2 separate regions of the Mus musculus genome follow, and region 1 is linked to region 2. The links are chromatin contacts, called in public promoter capture Hi-C maps. All regions are on one chromosome and are shown on one strand. Each heading gives the region's core, a stretch centred on a gene start, on an enhancer-like site or on the middle of the called end of the contact. The rest is flanking DNA. Distances are from core to core; before and after follow the strand shown.

Region 1 (6,794 bases), core at 3,136-5,635, 67 kb before region 2:
AATAAATGCAAATGCCTTTGAGAAAATCCAACGTACTGTCAGAATAAAAATCCTAGAGATAGTAGTACTAGAGGGAATGTAACGCAAATTAATAATTAATAAAATTAATTTTAAATTAAAAATTAATATTTGAGAAATATCATAAGTGAAGATAAACTTGAGTCACTCCCATTAAAACTAGGAAGGTGGAGAAGCTGTCTACTGTCCTAAGCACTGTCCAAGCACTATTTGGAGCAGAACGCAACAGAGGAAATTTAAGAGTCAAAGATAAAAATGAAAAAGTAAAATTATCTTTATTTTCAGATGACACGCTAGTAGGCATAACTGACTCCAAATACCCTATCAGAAAACTTCTAGAAAGAACCAATAATTTCAGCAAAACGACATGACACAAAAATCAACTCTTCAAAATCAGTAACCTTTCTAAAGGCCATCAATAAACAATATGAGAAAGAAGTGATGGACACATGCCCACTCACAATAGCCTCAAAGAAAATAACTATCTAGGAACCAAGCTAAGCAAGGAGGGGAAAGACCTCTACAATGAAAACTTAAAATCTCTGAGTGAAGAGATTTGGAGACATTAGAAAATGAAGAGCTCTCCAATGCTTATGAACAGGCAGAAATAATATTGTGAAAATGACCATCCTACCAAAAGCAATGAAGAGCGTCAGTCCAGTCCTAATCAAATCTCCACAACATTATTTTAAAATATTTCCTAATGACAGAGGCCCTCTAAGTATTCCTTACCTTCTGATAAGGCCAAAGAGTGGTAGTGTCCACAGGAAACTTGGATTATTTTTATGCCAGCCAGAGCTTTTATTTTCCTATATTTAAAAAAAGTCACAGAAATCTGTTGAACCTTCTTTAGGATGAGTTATCAAAGAAATTACAGACATGTAAAAGTATTTTAGATGAGACATCAGATCTCAGCGAACAATGTTATTCTGTGCTTCTGGAATACCACTTTTCCAAAGTGTTAAGCTGGTTTTTTTCCTTCCTGCTTTTTATGATTTTCGCTATTTAGGAGAAGGGTTTTGCTCCCAGCTTCCAAGAACTACAGACCACCCCTGTTCCTCTCTGAAGACAGTAGCATTGGGTTTTCCTATTCTGCACCTCCCATATCTTTTCAAAGGACCAGAGAGTCTTCTTTCCCACACCGACCCTGCTAATGCCACTCCCATGGCTGTCATTTCACTGGCTGTAGTGTTTGGAAACAGCAGGAATGTCATCCATCTAACCATTGCATCACTAAATGACAAGACATCTGACTACCTGACAAGAACCACGAGTCTCTGCTGTGCACTCCTTAATCCACTATCTTCACTTCCACACACAGCCCACAGCCAAAATCCCCTAGCATCTGTTGTCTTTCTTTGGTGTGGGTTGGGTTTTTTGTTTGTCTGTGTCTGCTTGTGGCACTTAGAGTTAGTTTTTAAGGGGAGAAGGGTAAGAACGGGTCTCACATAGGCCTGGCTGGTCTCTGATGTAGGTAAGGATGTAGGTAAGGATGACCTTGAACTTCTGATTCTCCTGTCTCAGCAAAGGTCTATGCATTTTAGAGCATCAGTGGAAGAGGACAGCATGTTCCATTAACCTTTTCCATCACAATGGTAATGGATATTCTCCCATATAGGAGCTTGAGCATTTGGGAAATAATGTGAGAGGCTCTTCTTTAGTCAGATACAAGATAATCAAGTAAGATTTCTTTCTTAGTCCTTGGTATCTTGATAGTTTGTAGTTTAAAATACTTTATTTATTTATTTATTTATTTATTTATTTATTTATTTATTTATTTACTGTAGAAGTTCAAGGGGGCTCCCATACTTGTATTACAATAAGTAATATCAGGACTTAAGAATCGCATATCATTTCATCCTTACTCTCTCCTTCATGGCCCTCTATTTAATGAACTGATTCTACACATGATTTCCTGAACACTTTTCTCAGCACATTTTAACCCTTACACTAGTAATCTCTGTGCCATGGCATTTGAGTACTTAGCACTTAAAAATACTGGAAAGTAGTGAATTGAAATACTTACGTAGGCATAAAGCTTATTTCCTTAAATTCTCCAATCCCCAGCTGCCCTTCAGAACCGGCTCCCCAAGCGAAGACCTTTCCTTTGTGGCAGACAGCCACAGAGTGTTCCTTCCCACAGCTCACCAGGTCAACATGCAGATCATTCAGTGCCTGAATTGGTTCTTTGGGAACAGAAACAAATTTTAAAGAGAGAGAGAGAGAGAGAGAGAGAGAGAGAGAGAGAGAGAGAGAGAGAGAGAGAGAGAGAGAGAGAGGAGGGAAGGAAGGAAGGAAAGAAGAAAGAAAGAAAGAAAGAAAGAAAGAAAGAAAGAAAGAAAGAAAGAAAGAAAGAAAGAAAGAAAGGGAGAGAGAGAAAAAGAAAGAAAGAAAGGGAGAGAGAGAAAAAGAAAGAAAGAAAGAAAGAAAGAAAGAAAGAAAGAAAGAAAGAAAGAAAGAAAAAAAGAAAGGAAAAAGAAAAAGAAAGAGAAAAGAAAATGAAAAACCTTCCATAAGATTATAAATGTCTGGAGTTTAAGACAGGAATTGCCTCTGAAAAGGGAGGAGGGGAGTTACCCAGATTCTTTGTGTCCCTCAGTGTTGGTTAAATCAATTCTAAAGTTCTTACTAAACATCATGAAGAAGTAAACCCAATATGTTTATACATGTGTGGAAAGACAGCAGTTTTTATGGACTACCTGGACACAACTTGGCAGGCAAAGTCGGAGCACCTTGAGTTCCTATCTGAGCAAACTGAAACCTAGCTCAAAATAAGATTCACAGCCCACGGAAACGAAACTGAAAGGTGCCCATTCGTGTCTGGCAAGGGCTTTATCATTATTTCTTAGATGGTTCCCCACAATTTATTATCCAACCTCTTTTCTTTTGTTAAGTACACAAGTTCCTGGATCTAAGCACCTCTTTTACTTTCTGTGAATTCCTATATACACAAAAATTACTCTCTAGGTAAAAGACTAATAAAATCCCATGCTGTTTTTTGCCTATTCATTTTTTTCAAGTTAAATTTGTAGCTTCCAGAAACTGAATCCAAAGGGACAGAGGAATAGTTTTCGTGTTCTACACAGTTCTTCAAATTATTCTACACACATAATCAAATATAGTCAATGGGAATGTAAAATAGTCCAGTGGTAGAGTGCTTGCTTAGCATATAAAGTGGCAAAAATAGATAATTAAAACCAGAAAAACAAACTAGAACTTTAGTTAGTTTGAAGTTACTTAGAAGTGAATCAATATCATATATAAAATCCCCTAGTGGATTAATGTTTTGGTAAAACCACAACTTCTTGTTTAGATACAATTACAATAACTCATAATGACAAAATTCCTATAAAAATTAAATACATAAGCAGAAGATAAAACGAGGAGCTGCAATGGTCTTAGAGTTGCTTTTGGTGTAATTATAGGTGACTTTTTAAATTTTAAATATTTTATTATTTTTACGTGTGTGTGTGTGTGTGTGTGTGTGTGTGTGTGTGTGTGCGCGCGCGCGCTTGCGCTTGCGCATCACTGTGTGCATATATGTGTGTGCTGGTACCCATAGAGGCATAGGATCCTCTGGAACTGTAATTATAGGTAGTTGTAAACTGCCGCATAAGTGTCAGGAGCTGAACTCTTAACCACCGAGCCATCTCTCAAGACCCTACAGGTGGCTTCTTTAGTACTTTCCTACATCAGCTTTAATGCCGAAAAATGCTATTATACTTTTTTAAAAAAACAAAAAACAAAAACAAAACCTTAGGAGAGAAGATGCCCCAAGTTATTGCTAAGCTTTTCGGTTTGGAAATCAGATTCCCCCCACCCCACCCCCTCCAGAAAGTTCTCTCAGGCTTAGCTTGGTAAGGAGGAGGGACTTTCTTTCTATCCAGAGGAAAGCTTGCTTTTTTGCTTTCAGTTTCTCAATGAAGAGGAATTGGAAACCGAAACAAATACAAACTCCAGAGCTCTAGGAGTTGACCAGTTGATGCAAGCTGCTTAAAACAGGGTTCCAGCTTCTGATATCCCTGGTCCAGCCACCCGGTATCCCTGGTCCCCTGGTCCCCTGGTCCCCTGGACCCGAGGCCCCCACATACTGTCCTGAGCACCTGCTCAGGAGCTTGGAAGTCACCTGGCCTTTCGGTACTCTGGTCTCTCCTCTGGCCCAGCTGTCCCCAGCTGTTGTCCCCGCAGGAATACACCCTGTGGTTGCTGAACAGTAGGAGCGAGTGGTGTTCCCCGCTGGCTGCCTGCAAGAGTTCAATGCCGCTGGTTCCCGCCTTCAGGCGCCGAGGCTTCCGGCTTCCTGCAGCCCAGCTGAAATACATCCCTGCGGTGCACAGCCACCCGCGGCTCTGGTATGTCAGATGGGCTCCCAAAAGCAAGTGACCTAGCTTCCCTAACTCCTCCCAAGGGCACTGCCCAGTCCCTTACGTCATAGTTCTTTCCAGTAAGTGCCTGCTTGTCCCACACCACTAACATCTTTCTCACAGGCATTTCTAGGGTCATTTTGAAACCTGGCTGCTTGAATTTTCAGTACTGAGTATCTGAGAAGACAGGGAAGAAGAAAGTATCTCCATCATGAGTAAGCCACTTGTGAGTCCTGATGCTCTGGACAAATTTCTAGGTCTGTGAAATATTTATTAAGTGACAATATCCACAAGTTGTAGCAATTTCAGTGGCAACCAGTTCCCAGGGAATCTGCTTTCCTTGGCAATTCTAGCTGGGGTTCTTTTATTCCAGTCTTGATTATTAATTTTCAGATCACACATTAAGCACCACATGGTAAACCTATATGTATAATAAATAGATTATGGAGTATGTTCAGGGGGTTACAGAACTTTTTTGAGAATTTCAAAGAGGCCTAGAAAGCCAAAGCTGGGAAGCCTGTAAGGATGTAATTAATAATGAACCCTAACTGAGCTGCAATGGAGAAGCTGCTGTCCAACTGAATCCAACTGCAGAGTAAGGGCAGGGGCCAGATATGTAAAGAAATGAAAACCTTCACATCAAAGCTACACAAGCCAACAGAAAAAAAGTGAACACTCTTTTGCAGGTTTGCTGAGCTCTGAAGGAATTTAAGGGAGACATCTTTAGAGCTGTGTGTTCCAAGGTGACTCTGGCTCTCTCTGGCTCTCTCTCTCTCTCTCTCTCTCTCTCTCTCTCTCTCTCTCTCTCTCTCTCTCTCTCTCTCTCTCTCTCCCTCCCTCCCTCCCTCCCTCCCTCCCTCCCTTTCTCCCTCCCTCCCTCCCCACCTTTGAAAACAAACACAGCACTGAAAGGGTTGTGGGTCACTGTGTTTATTCCCATCTGCTGCAGGTTGAAGCCTCTCTAATGATGGCTGAATAAGGCACTGCCATATGAGCCTAGCAGACTATTATTGAGTCATTTTATTGTTACCCTTTTGTTTTTCTTAGACCAGTAGTATTTGGTTTTGTCCTAGGTTCTGGTTCTTGGTCACCTGAGCAGTGTCAGGTATGGGTTCCTTCCATCTCATGGTGTAGGCCTTAAGTCAAATCTGAAATCAGTTGGTTACTCCACGTGGTTTGTGCCACCATTGCCCTAGCATATTTTCCAAGCAGGACAAATTGTAGATCAAGGGTTTTATGGTTGGATTGGTTTACTTTTCTCTTTTAGCAACCTGCAGAGTCCCTTTGCCTGTCATAGACATTAGAACATGGGACTCCACATTCAGTGCATTGTGTGAGTATTGACTTCAGCAATGAAAACTTGCTGTTGGTTTGTTGAGAGACACCTATTTTCTTGGCAACAGCCTGAAGTATTTGAGGATTTCATAGCGACCCTTTCAACCAATAACTCAACTGGATAAAACTTAATCCCAGACTGAAATTTTCCACTGGGACAGACATGGCCAGTTGGGGTTCCATCTCCCTCATTATTTAGAGACTTCAATAGGACCACCTTCATTATTTTAGGAAGTTTCCACTACATCAGGTTTCCATATTCTTCAAATGAGTTTCAATACTAGCTGTTCCTCCTCTCATTGCCTCTCTAAATTCCATTTCCTCTCTTCTTTCCCACCAGAACCTCCCATTCTCATGCCTTCCTCTCCTCTACCAGTAAAATCCATTTCTATTTCTCCATCCCAGAAAAAAATCCATGTGTCTTCCTAGTCCCTTCCTCTATGCCTAACCTCTCTGGGTTAAAAAGATACACGAATATACAGAATACCAAGTAGACAACAAAATCAGAAAAGAAATTCCTCATAGTATTCTTTAACATGCAGCCATTCAGTTTGATCAGCACCATTTTTTGAAGATTCTATTTTCTAGTTTGTATTTCTAGCTTCTTTCTCAAAAATCACATGTCTATAAGTATGTGGACTTATTTCTGGGTGTTCAGTTCTATTCTATTAATCAACATGCCTGCTTTTATGCCAATGGTATACTACTTGTCTTGCTATAGCTTTGTAGTATAACTTGAGAGCCCCAAAAGTTCTTCAATTGTGCAGGATTGTTTTCGCTAGCATCGATTGTGTGTGTGTCTGTGTTTCAATATGAAGTAGAAAATTGTCCTTTCAAGCTCTTTGAAGAATTGTGCTGGAATTTTAATAGAGATTGCATCGAATCTGTAGATTGCCTTTGGTAGGATGGCCATTTTTACTATGTCAATTCTACTGATCCATGAGCATGAAGACATCCATTGTCTGATGTCTTCTTCAATTTCCTTCTTCAAAGACTTGAAGTTCTCTCATACAAGTCTTCCACTTGTTTGGTTAGTCTTACCCCAAAATACTTTATATTATTTGAGGCTATTGTGAT
Region 2 (6,579 bases), core at 2,303-4,802:
TTTCTACAAATATTACATAGAGCCACAGTCAAGTGAGTGGCTAAGGAATTTTTTAATACAAAATTTAAAAATTAGTCAAATTTAAAAATTGACAATGTTTTAAAGAGTTAACGATGTTATTAGAGATAATTCCTGCTTTGTGTAAGTTATTTCTCAATTTCTTACTTTGCTATATTGTTCTTTGGTTCATAGTTTCACAGTATTCCCACTTTCTGCAAGACTCAATGCACCTTAAATATTTTTAGTAAGTGGTGAATGATAGAGAACAGATGATGTTAGACTAAATCAAAAGAAGACACACAAATGCATTTGCTTGGTTAGAAGAAGAAAGAGTAGCCACCTCAAGGCTAGCAACACTGGGCTTTACTTGATGGCAGAGAAAATGCACATGGCTCACAGGTTCTAGTCCGGGCAAGGCGCATAAGTTGCAGCTGGTTCTGCTCATCTGCTGTTGGCTGCAGATTCTCTGATTGGATATTTTGGGGGCTAATAGTGTTAACTATACCATGTTTATAAGGAACTGAAATGAATTTCACTGTCTACTACTCACTCAGATCTATTCATCTAAGGGTGGCTATAACTTTTCTTCAGGTGTAGAGCAAAGAAATCGAAAAAGGGTATGCGACTCTAATTGGTGCAAGCTTGCACGAGTGTGTGTGTGTGTGTGTGTGTGTGTGTGTGTGTGTGTGTGTGAGAGAGAGAGAGAGAGAGACAGACAGACAGACAGACAGACAGACGGACACAGAGTTGACATGGTTCTAGAGGGAAGAATGTACACAGTAGTACTTGAAGAACAGATGGGCTGTACTTTGCCTTTCTCTCTTCACCTATTAAGTGGTAGTACTTTGACTGGATGGGAGTAAGGAATACAAGAGAAGAACCCAAATCTGATTATAGCAAAGGCGTCTCACCTAATGGGCCCAGCAGATCTGTTGTGCTGTCATAACAGCCAGACTAGCGACATTTTCATGTTTTATTTTGATGCCCATTAGGCATACTAAGACGTCATAATTCTTAGTTTTTATCAGCTCTGTTTTTTACACACAGACTACTTGGAGACACTGATGCTTTGCACACCAAATTAGTTTACCAGCCATTTTGTTTGCATGGAGCCTTGTTACAGAGTTAAGTAATCGCTTCTCTGCATGGCATTACTTACATAGTTTGCATTTCATTTGCATAGCTCTGGTTGAATTAGAATGGTTCCTCCCAGCCTTAAGTTATCATGCTTCTGTTTTATTTTGTAATGAAAACTCCATATCTGAATATTCCTATTGCTAACAGATGCTCTGTTTTATAATATTTGTAGCAAGCCTCCTGACCTCTGGGACTACTGCAACAGTAGCCCTGTTGAGAGATGGTGTTGAACTGGTGGTAGCCAGTGTTGGAGACAGCCGGGCTCTTTTGTGTAGAAAAGGAAAACCCATGAAGCTGACCACTGACCATACCCCAGAAAGAAAAGATGAGAAAGAAAGGTACTGTCATCACACCTTGTTATGGGGTGATAGCTATAGATGCCATAGAAACAGTGTTCTATTTTCTTCTCTGGTGTAAAACACCCGGGCCTCTTGAAAGCAGGCGCACAGCCACTACTGCAGTGCAGATTTTCTTGTTTTGGTTGTTTCGGGTTTGTTGAGCCTGGATCTCATGCAGCTCAGCCTGGCTTTACATCTGTACCCTGCTTCCTTGGCCTCTCACACGCTGGGATTATCAGGTTGTGTACACCATACATGGCTTAAATTTTTCATTTATATCTTATTGTGGAATTAACATGGGCTGGCCTTATACTGGAAACCCTTCTCGGCCTTCCCAAGTTCCTAGATTATGGGTATGTTTTGAAACACTAGGCTCTAAATTTCCATTTGTACAATTGGTATTTAAACCAGTGCCATAGTTTCTTGCACACTATATTGTTATTGTTATTACTATTAATACTTTTTCTTAACTAGGATCAAGAAATTCGGTGGGTTTGTAGCTTGGAATAGTTTGGGACAGCCCCATGTAAATGGCAGACTTGCAATGACAAGGAGTATCGGAGATTTGGATCTTAAAGCCAGTGGGGTAATTGCAGAACCTGAGACAACAAGGATTAAGGTAAGACAGGATCAGAAGCATTGAGTCATGCGCAGAGAAATTCTAAGGACTTGTCTCACACCGCTGGCTGTTTAAAGATTACCTGAAGGAAAGATGTTTTTAAAGGGATATTAGTTTATGAAGAAACTTAAAATACGATGTTTATTTCTGGCCTGATGAGGGTGAAATCTTTTTTCCTCTGGTAGAAGGCCCCTGTTGTCCTTCCTTTCCCAAAGCCTGCTTGGAAAGGAAGGACAACGATTAGTTGTTATTTAGATTTGTTATCCCTGCTTGGAAGTCATCCTCAACTTTCCTTCTCCACTGAGCTCAATAGCCAGCCACTTTTATATGTACAGCCCAGCGCCTGTTACTCTAAACTAGCCACTGCATGGTACATGCCCTGCTGCTTCCTGCTCTAGAGCTCCTAAGTCAGCACAGTATAATGGGAACTTTACAAATGACAGGGCATGAATGCTTATAGTTGAAGGAAGGATTTCCACATAAGGAAGATATCTCACATTTATTTTATGAAACAAATACTTATGTAAGATTTACTGTGTGGCAACCTCTGTTCAAAAGAGATACAAAAGCTATCCTCATTTTGCAAGGAAATAAATTGAAACAATACCAAGACCTAAAGCATATCAAGTGCCTCCCAACCCCCAACCCCTGTCAAATAAATAATAAAGGCAGCCATTAGATCGAGCATTTGTCTGGCTGGCTGGCTCTTTGTTGATACTGCTAGGTAAATGTTTGGTTTATCCCAAGTAGTGTTGATGCTTAGCTACATTTTCAGTTTGCCAATGAACTCTGACCCAGACGAGCACTCCCTGCAGAATCGATACAATTTCCCAATTATTGAGTCATTTGGAGGGGATGATCTTGTTTGTAGTCACATTTGTTTGCTTCTGGTTGCAGCTCTACCATGCTGACGACAGTTTCCTGGTCCTTACCACAGATGGGATTAACTTCATGGTGAATAGTCAAGAGATCTGCGACTTTGTCAACCAGTGCCACGATCCTAAAGAAGCAGCTCATTCGGTGACTGAGCAGGTGACGTAGCGGAGCTTCTAGTGGGAAATTCCCAGGGAGGAGAGGATTAGGGACAGCACCACCGGCAAAGGGTGTTTTAGCTGGAGTGTCACAGTGAATTTGATTCATGATTGCATAATAGTTCTCATGAGCAAGTGCTGACAGTTCATACATTAAGGAAATGTGGAGTGGGCCTTCTAACTTTGAACACAACTTGAAAGAGAGTAACAGCAATCATTATAACAGTAATAAAGTAATATTTTCCTCATATATATTAACATAAAGCAGCATCACTGTGATCCTCTGAGGTCAGGCTTTTAATGAAAGGGAAACCAGACAGACCAGGCCACAGGACAAAACTGAGCCTCAAACCTAGGCAAGCCAGGGATCCTGAATCCAAATATTTGGCCTGGAACTGTACTGATCCATGTAAACAAGCAGGGTGAGCCGTGGAATCACAGTCAACTTCTGCCTACCAATGTGGGTGATGAAAGAGACCAGTAAAGTACAAGAGGGTAAATGGATGGCATTTCCTATCAGTCAGAGCTAAAACTTGAAAATGGATAATGACCAGGAAAGAACATGTAAAAGATACTTCTAGTCTGTCCTGATAGATTGTGGTTTTAAGTCATTATGTTTTAACTCAACACCTACGTTACATTTCCACTATTTACATTTTGAGTTCAGAGATTCGATTTGGCCCAAACTTTTAAGTCCTAATATTTGTGATTTAGACATAAGTCCTTTCCTTAACTTTTATTTATTTGTGTGTGTCTGTCTGTCCCTTTCTCTCTGTTTGCCTGCCTGTCTGTCTATCTGTCTCTCTCTCTCCGTGTGTGTGTGTGTGTGTGTGTGTGTGTGGTGTAGTTTCTTTTCTATTTCTTTTTCCTTTTTTTTTTTGGAGACATTTTCATGTAGCCCATGCTGGCCTTATATTTACATCTGGGCTGTCTACCTTGTAGTAACTAACAAGCTGCCTATGAAATTGAAGAAATAGGCCCAAGTCCATGGATAATTTTTTTTTAAACTCAGCTACCGATCTTGTAAGTAAATGTACTTTAGTTTATCCAGTTAATAATATTTATGATAGTAAAAATATTTATGATAATAAAAAAGAACATATACTGATGTTCTGTCTTACTTCTGTCCCATAACAGTTCTCCCGATAAGGAAATTTGTGTTTATTCTTTTATAGAAGGGATGAGAGATACCTTTTTAGATAGAAGTAAAAAACAAACATTTTATGGTATCTATTTGTGTGTGTCTCTTTTTTCAGATATTATCTTGTTAGGTTAAATTGTTACTGAGTTCATGCGCACGTGCGCGCGTGTGTGTGTGTGTGTGTGCGCGCGCGCGCGCGCGCGCGTGCGTGCACGCATGTGTATGTCTTTGTGCACACTGATACTGTGGTATGTGTCATGGAGGTTAGAGGGCAACATGTAGGAATTGGTTTTCTCCTTCCACCATGTGGATCCAAGGCATTGAGTTCAGGTATTCCAGCTTGACGTACAGCCTGATGGACAGCCTGACAGCCAACCTGATGGCAGGCCACTTTACCCACTGAGCCATCTCACCAGTCCTTCTTAGTTTGAATTTTGGGAAACAGCCTTGGCATGGGTGACACATGGCTGTAGTCCCAGCTACTCTGGAACCTGAGACAGGAGGATGCCTCGAGCACAAGAGTTCCTATTATTCTGTGTAGCAGTGAGAATTCATGTTTTCTCCTCCCCCAGTTAAAAAGAAAAGAAAAGAGAAAAGAAAAAAAAATGATGAACAGCCTCTTCAAATAACCCCTTAAAAGTACTTGCAGTTTGGGCCGTGGGTGTAGGTGTAGGGGGTTGTTATGCGTGTGGTTCTCTCTCTCTCCAGATTTGGAGAACTTTCTGGCTAATTTGAGAAGTGAGAATAAATTTATTCCGCAACTGGGAGCTGAACATATGGTCTCTTGAATGCTGGATGAGCACTCTACTAGTAAGGGAGGCCCAAAGTCCTGAGAAAAATAAAGGTTTTTACTGTTTAGCTTTGGATTTTTAATGTTAATCGAACTAACTTTTGTTTTTTGTTTTTGTTTTGTTTTGTTTGTTGTTTTTCAAGACAGGGTTTCTCTGTATAGCCCTGGCTGTCCTGGAACTCACTTTTTAGACCAGGCTGGCCTTGAACTCAGAAATCTGCCTGCCTCTGCCTCCCAAGTGCTGGGATTAAAGGCGTGCACCACCATGCCCGGCTTGAACTAACTTTTAACATGGGTTTTTTCATAATTTGTATTTCTTGGTTTTTGTCTCTGCCTATTATTTTATTACCATTTTAAATGGTTATTTTAACAACTGTATATTAAGTATAAATGGTACTTGACACATTTTAAGCAAGTTTTTTTTTCTTACAGTTGGTTTGTAAGCCGTGACATCCTTACCCACGCTTTCCTTTGCAGTCTTGGCCCGAGGATGTAGAATCTTTTGGCTTGTTTGATGCTAACTGGAACTCTCAGCACTTCCAAACACTGCTGACCAGCACTCATCTATGTGAACTGGTCCCTAAAAGTGATTTATAATCCTGCTGCAGGCAATTTCATTTATTTCCACTTTCCCATTGAAGAAGGAATATTAAAAACATTTTTGTTATAACCTTGTACATACCCATTTCTGAGGTTTTAAATGTTAAGGTAGCTTATACAGTGGTAGGTTTCTAGCCGCACTTTCATACAAAGATGTTCCTATATTTTGTTCCTTTTTATCCCTCACCCAATCTCTTCCATTTCTTGGGCTATACTCCTACCAGCAGTTTCATTGGTAAGAATCAGCATTTATTAAGGCTTGCCCATAATTGGTACCATGCTAAGGGCTTTGGGTGTGTCCTCACTGGGAGCACAGGTAATTTCTATTGCCAAGATTGCTACAGTGGAGCATAGGATATAGTTGAACCATCTGAAATTCATATGCACTTAATAACCATATGGCACATGGTTACAGGGTGAAACCATTCCAAACCTTGTTAGGTAGTTACATTTGTATCGTAAAGTGTGTGTAGAACCAGTTGGCCTTCCAGAGAAAGGATGCTGTGTGATTGCACAAGGTCCCTTGACTCCAGCGCCTGTCTCTTCTTCCCCACTCCTGCAGGCAATACAGTACGGTACCGAAGACAACAGCACTGCAGTAGTGGTGCCCTTTGGTGCTTGGGGAAAATACAAGAACTCTGAAATTACCTTCTCATTCAGCAGAAGCTTTGCCTCCAGTGGGAGATGGGCCTGATCGACAGCTCAGACTCGGAGTTCCTATGCAGCAGTGTCAGTGGGCTTATCAAGAAACTGGTAACACACAGAAGGCCACCTGTACCCGTGTGTCATTGTGACTGATCGATCCTAACAGTATAAGCTTACCAGCCACATACCCAGTAGTATTTTCATAAATCCTCATCATCATTATGGTCAACTGCACATGCTCAGTGTAAGCATCATAACACAGCTGTGAAGCCGCTGTG

Evidence for each region. Promoter capture Hi-C pulls out the DNA fragments that hold promoters and counts their contacts.
Region 1: a contact with region 2 is called in a promoter capture Hi-C map of liver, with 2.0 times the contacts expected there. The contact joins the promoter of Herc6 here to the enhancer-like site in region 2. A contact is called at or near these places in 3 of 39 promoter capture datasets (liver and macrophages), 13 of 484 Hi-C or Micro-C datasets (B cells, the C10 cell line, CD4 T cells and 9 more) and 3 of 9 other capture datasets (adipose tissue, liver and pancreatic islet).

Annotation. Positions count from the first base shown.
Region 1 is chr6:57,578,583-57,585,376 of GRCm38.p6, reverse strand. It overlaps Herc6 (hect domain and RLD 6), which reads right to left and starts at 4,385. Exons shown (of 23, transcript NM_025992.2): 1 at 4,145-4,385; 2 at 2,045-2,204; 3 at 751-827. The coding sequence starts at 4,340.
Region 2 is chr6:57,510,489-57,517,067 of GRCm38.p6, reverse strand. It overlaps Ppm1k (protein phosphatase 1K (PP2C domain containing)), which reads left to right. Exons shown (of 7, transcript NM_175523.5): 4 at 1,310-1,475; 5 at 1,950-2,094; 6 at 2,992-3,126; 7 at 6,219-6,579. The coding sequence ends at 6,350. Among named protein-coding and RNA genes, the nearest start is that of Ppm1k, 22 kb to the left of the region's middle. Within about 2 kb of position 3,552, at least 24 of the 459 cell types and tissues checked have an H3K27ac peak or open chromatin away from gene starts, as enhancers often do. A contact at or near this core is called in liver and pancreatic islet, where this site is marked.